Regions from separate parts of the Muntiacus reevesi genome. Here region 2 is linked to region 1. A link is a contact called in public Hi-C data. All regions are on one chromosome and are shown on one strand. Each heading gives the region's core, a stretch centred on a gene start, on an enhancer-like site or on the middle of the called end of the contact. The rest is flanking DNA. Distances are from core to core; before and after follow the strand shown. Region 1 holds the start of LOC136148357 (phospholipid-transporting ATPase FetA-like). Region 2 holds the start of CIMIP2B (ciliary microtubule inner protein 2B).

Region 1 (2,700 bases), core at 120-2,619:
GAATACCTCCAACTCGATACTACAAGGCTTGTTATTTCCCACCGAGAGGACAGTTACCATCTATGTGGTCTGGAGTGAAGAAGACAGCACTTTTGAGACATCACTTTCAGTACAGACCAAAGTCAGGCCCTTTTAAAACCAGGTGTTCAGAGAAACAGCATCTTGTTTCTCAGCCTGACCCCACCAGAGAGGAGCTGTCACATGATTTCTTCAAGATCAAATGCATCTTGATCAAGAAGCCATCTGCAGTTTTTCTGATCGAATTCTCTTATAAAGAACACTTTAAAACAGATTTCACCCTGGGTTTTAACTACTAGTATGATCTCTGATCCTAATCAGGGTATCACAGAAACCAAAGATAACTTAAACATATATCCAGCCTCTTTGGATTTTAGTTTCCATTAAGAGCTCAGAGTATTGGTACAGAAAATTACCCAAAGTCTTACATAAGGGATTACAAACTCAAATGTCTCCCAGGCACCAGGTATACAAAGTAAAATCCAGTATGACAAAATAAGGAATAATGGAGTCTACTCAGTGCTTTTTTGGGGGCCATTACTTGTGGCATGCAGGATCTTAGTTCTAACCCCCTGCATTGAGATCAAAGTCTTAACCACTGGACCACCAGGGAAGTCCTTGGAGTCTATATAAACTGTAGAAAACTAATTTGCTAGTTGCTTCTGAGCTCCAACCACCTGTCATTTTCTGGGTACATGAGTTAACAGCTTTTCCAATCCCCGCCCCCCCCCCCACCCGCCGCAGGAAATATGCATTTTTTAAATGTTAATTTTTTTTTTAAAGTTAGTTACTAATTCAAAAATGCAAGTCTTTTGTAGGCTATCAGCCAGAGTTTGACTTTTCCTTATGGGGTAGGTTTCCAGCTCCATATGAGAGAGGAATGATAGCAAACGTGCCACTTTCAAGTCAAATATGGCACAGGATTCACGGCTTCCTTCTCAGAGACTCTCTGGAAAATGCTGGAAAAGTGGACAGAAAACTCCTCGAGTTAGTAGGAATGTACCTTGACTGGGGGTCTGGGGGATATCTGCTTTATTAACTAGACAAACAGATACCCTCTGGAAGGAATCTGCGGGGGAAGATCCCCTCTGCTAGGTATCTGGGCAGATGGGTCTCTGAAGCATCCAGGAAACCCATATACTCCAGTATGGGGATGGGGAGGATTGGGAGAACAGTTTACAAGAAGTATAAAGACAGACAGCTCCTGGGAAATATACAGAGTGCGATATGACGGGTACAATCTCTTCAGTCTTGGGAGGGAGAAGGTGATAACCTCTCCTCGGGCGCCCCCTTCGGGCGCCTCTTTCTCACCATCGCTCCGCAGCCGTCGACTCCAGGGAACGACCGCCATCTTAACGCACCTTTCTGCGCAGGTGCCCGGGGGCCCCACGACCCAGCCCAGAGACCCCGCCTCCCGCCACGCCGCTCCGCCCCAAGCCCGCCGCCAGCCACGCCCCCTTTCCCCTAGGAAAGGCTCCTCCGCTTGGGACTGCGGAGAGGAGGAAGGAGCCGCTGGCCTAAATCTATCATTATATTAGAAAGTCATTTCTACAGCTTTACCGGAATCACCAGATCCCAAAGGCTGCTACAAGATAATTTATTACAGACTAGTCAATAATTTCTTGTAACAATGGCACATACAATTTAAAACAGCAAAGATGCTTCGTTTCTTGTTTCATGTAATGGCTAATGCAGAGTCCTCAAGAAGTCCAAGAGGCTGCTATGAGGATATTGAAGGATCATGTCACATCTCTGATCAAGGGCCTGGGAAGTCCGCATGACTCCCTGGGAGTGTTGAGCCCCTCTCCCCTGCTGCTCCCCGTCCCCCCAATCCAGCCTGTACCAAGGGATCCTAGTCTAAGTTCCTTCTGTAGAGCTTAACGGTTTATGAGGGTGACAGCAGCTGACCTAGATGAAAGGGAGTGAGGACAAAGGCTAGATTCTGTCTGCAAGGGGAAGAACCACCAGAAGGCAGTGGCCATAGGTGAACAGGACTCCTTCTAGACTGATTTCCACAATTTTTGGCTTTGTTCAGGGTTTATCTATGAAGAAGCCCTCTCTCCTGGATTCTTCCACTAGCTCTCAGATATGTATACTTAAGAGCTTCTCATGTCCTGAAGCATCACTCCCCTTCCTAAAGGAGTGAGGTAGGGAGACTCCTGGGCAGGTGGCCCCTGGTGCTTGGGTTCCAAAGAAATTCTGTGCATGCCTCTGAAGCACCATGTGAACCTGGTTCTACTCATGACAGCTAATCTGGGGGAAGGGATGAGCATAGCTCATTGCTGAAAGGTATCTTGTTCAGTCTCAATGCCCTGTACTCACTTGAGCCACTCTACACTGCTGGGTTCTGCTCAAGGGATGGTCTGCATTCACTTCTGTGTGTTCCTGCCCTGGCCACACTCCAGTTCAGACTACAGGGCTCAGCAATACCTGTAGACTCAATGGATTACTTACCTAATTAGGCACAAGCTCCAGGCCCCCTAAACGTGTTCCTCTAATGATTGGTACGTATGGATCTACCTGGATTAGGTGCGGTATGGAGAGGGGGAGAAAAGGGCGTGGGAGTCAGGATCTCTACCAAGAAGGGCTGACACTCAGAAATGTCTGCCCCTCCGTGAAAAATCTCCCTGGGTGGTAAGCCCCACAGCCCAGCTCCTAGCACCACAGACCTGCTGGTCAGGG
Region 2 (2,700 bases), core at 170-2,669, 180 kb before region 1:
CTTTATAATATTGTAGTGGTTTTGCCATACATTGACATGAATCAGCCATGGGTGTACATGTGTCCCCCAACCTGAGCCCCCCTCCCACCTCCCTCCCCACCCCATCCCTCAGGGTCATCCCAAGGGCACCAGCCCTGAGCACCCTGCCTCATGCATCGAACCTGGACTGGTGATCGGTTTTACATACAATAACATACATGTTTCAATGCTATTCTCTCAAAGCATCCCACCCTCACCTTCTCTGATAGAGTCCAAAAGACTGTTCTTTATATTTGGGTCTCTTTTGCTGTCTCGAATATAGGGTCATCATTACCATCTTTCTAAATTCCACATATATGCGTTAGTATACTGCATTGGTGTTTTTCTTTCTGACTGATTTCACTCTGTATAATGGGCTCCAGTTTCATCCACCTCATTAGAACTGATTCAAATGAATTCTTTTTAATGGCTGAGTAATATTCCATGGTGTATATGTACCACAGCTTCCTTATCCATTCGTCTGCTGATGGGCATCTAGGTTGCTTCCATGTCCTGGCTATTGTCAGCAGTGCTGCAGTGACTGACTGTATTCTTAACAGCATCTTGGTAGGCTAGGCTATTTTAACTTTCATGTTAAGAGTTTAGGGATTTTAGGTTCAGAGGGAGCCACCTGCTTACAGCTCAAGGCCGCTGACTACTAGCTGCTCGTGGCTGCCTGACCTCACACCCATGCCCTTTCCCCTACCCCCCACTCTGGCTTCATGGCTTTTGTTGCTACAAAGCGTATCTGTATACATTAGTCTGAGGCTCGCAACAGTGGCAGGGTGAGCAGTAGGACCTGCATTTTATAAATGCGGATAGGAGGCTTCAGAGATACTGCATGACGTGCCCACAGTCTCACAGGGCTTAGCCGTCCTGACTCCTGCTCCTCTGCGCTCTCTGCAGTTGTGGTGTGTGCCTGGCAGAGCAGGGCATATTTACTGAGTGGATGATGATGTGGATTATAGTAGTAATTCTTGTCAAGTTCTATTATTAAAATAAACAATGTCACTGCTTAGAGGTCTCTTGGTTCCTTTTCCCCCATCACCTCCCCTCTGGGCTTTCCTAGGAAATCACCTTCAACCAATACGCAGAGAGAGTAGAACCCACATCTCCTCAGACAGAAGCTTAGAGGGGCTTAGGAATGGCTCAGCGGATCTGTCAGGCTCTGCTCCCCTGCCTCCCACACGAGGGCTTCCTTCGGGCCCGCAGCGGGGAGGCCGTCTGTGCTCAGCCTTCTCCCCGCCCCCAGGTTGCAGGCCTGCGTTTGTTCAGGAGGCTGTGCTCTCCCGGCCTGCTGGCCTCGGCCCTGGCCGGCAGCACAACGGGGCCCCCGCCCCTCCCTCTCCTCCGAGCCCCGCCTCCCGCCGCTGGCTCGGCCTCCCGGCCCTGGACACGGTCAGTACACACAGCCCAGAGGCTGAGCTCAGAGAGACAAAAGGAGCTGCCTGGGTCCCCATGGCTGTGGCCCGCACCTTCGTACCAGGGCTGAACCCCCAGAACCCTCATTATATCCCGGGGTAAGACTTCCACCCAGAGCATACCCGTTTGCTTCTGGGAGTAGGGGTAATAAGGGTATTGAGGTGTGCCACCTCGGCCTTGGGGGCCAAGCGGACATCGTGGAATGGGCGGCTTATGGGTGGGTTATCTATGGTGTCGGATGGAAACGGGAAAGCAAAGGAATGGTCGGAACCGGGCCTGCTGTGAAGCCTTGCGTTGTGCTCTCCATGGCAACTGGGTAACAGCGAGGGGAAGGTTGAAAACCCAGACAGAGAACTAAGAAGTGCCTGCTCCAAATACGCACACAGCGGAGTCCAGAATGCTCGGGGCCTCAGCGGTCTCTGCGTCTCTGTCTGGGGCTGGTGAGGCAGGGCTTTCTGGAGGTGAGCAGGTGAAACCCCTGCTACAGGTACACCGGACACTGCCCGCTACTTCGGTTCAGCATGGGCCAGACCTATGGACAGGTGACTGGGCAGCTACTTCGCGGCTCTCCTGGCCTAGCCTGGCCCCCCGCCCACCGCACACTTCTGCCTCCCATTCGGCCTCCAAGATCCCCCGAGCCTCGCAGGAGGAGCCTGCCTGTCAGGCGCGGACACGAAAGGCTCAGCTCCAGCATGGTCCCTGGGTACACAGGTTCGGACGCAGGTATGAACAGGGGCCCCATCCCAGGACGTGGGCCCCGCGCGCTGATGCATCTTCCTTGCCCCCTGCCCACCTAGGTTTTGTGCCACAGGCACAGTTCATCTTTGCCAAGAACTGCAGCCAGGTCTGGGCTGAGGCTCTCAATGGCTTTACTCAGTGCAGCAGAGGACGGGGGAGTCAGGAGCTGCCCGAAGAGGCCAAGGGGGAAAAAGATGTGGAGGCAGACCACGAGCCAAAGCCGGAGGCAGAAAAGGAGCCGGAGCTGGGGCAGGAGGTGGAACAAGTGAGATGGAGAAGGCTGAGGCAGAGTCCAGCGGTGGGAGCGGGGAGCCCCTGCCTGTTGTGTGGCCATGCGTAGGCTGGCTGCGGGCACAGAGCCAGACCACCAGCCCCACTGCCCTGCGAGCTTGTGTTATAAACCAGGGGCTGAATCTGTTTCCTGTTTCTCCTCTCTCATTTCTCCTCACAAGGCGTCCCCTTATTCCATGGATGATAGTGACCCTCGCAAGTTCTTCATGTCAGGTGAGAGGATGTGGGTAA

Evidence for each region. A called contact is a pair of places that touch in the nucleus more often than the background predicts.
Region 2: a Hi-C map of muscle shows a contact between it and region 1, with 7 times the contacts expected there. The contact joins the promoter of CIMIP2B here to the promoter of LOC136148357 in region 1. A contact is called at or near these places in 2 of 3 Hi-C or Micro-C datasets (blood and muscle).

Annotation. Positions count from the first base shown.
Region 1 is chr17:55,571,691-55,574,390 of mMunRee1.1, reverse strand. It overlaps LOC136148357 (phospholipid-transporting ATPase FetA-like), which reads right to left and starts at 1,369. Exons shown (of 33, transcript XM_065907865.1): 1 at 1,330-1,369. The coding sequence starts at 1,369. It overlaps UNC13B (unc-13 homolog B), which reads right to left. Exons shown (of 39, transcript XM_065907910.1): 39 at 1,601-2,700.
Region 2 is chr17:55,749,150-55,751,849 of mMunRee1.1, reverse strand. CIMIP2B (ciliary microtubule inner protein 2B) reads left to right here and starts at 1,419. Exons shown (of 6, transcript XM_065907670.1): 1 at 1,419-1,538; 2 at 1,928-2,151; 3 at 2,238-2,443; 4 at 2,631-2,682. The coding sequence starts at 1,477.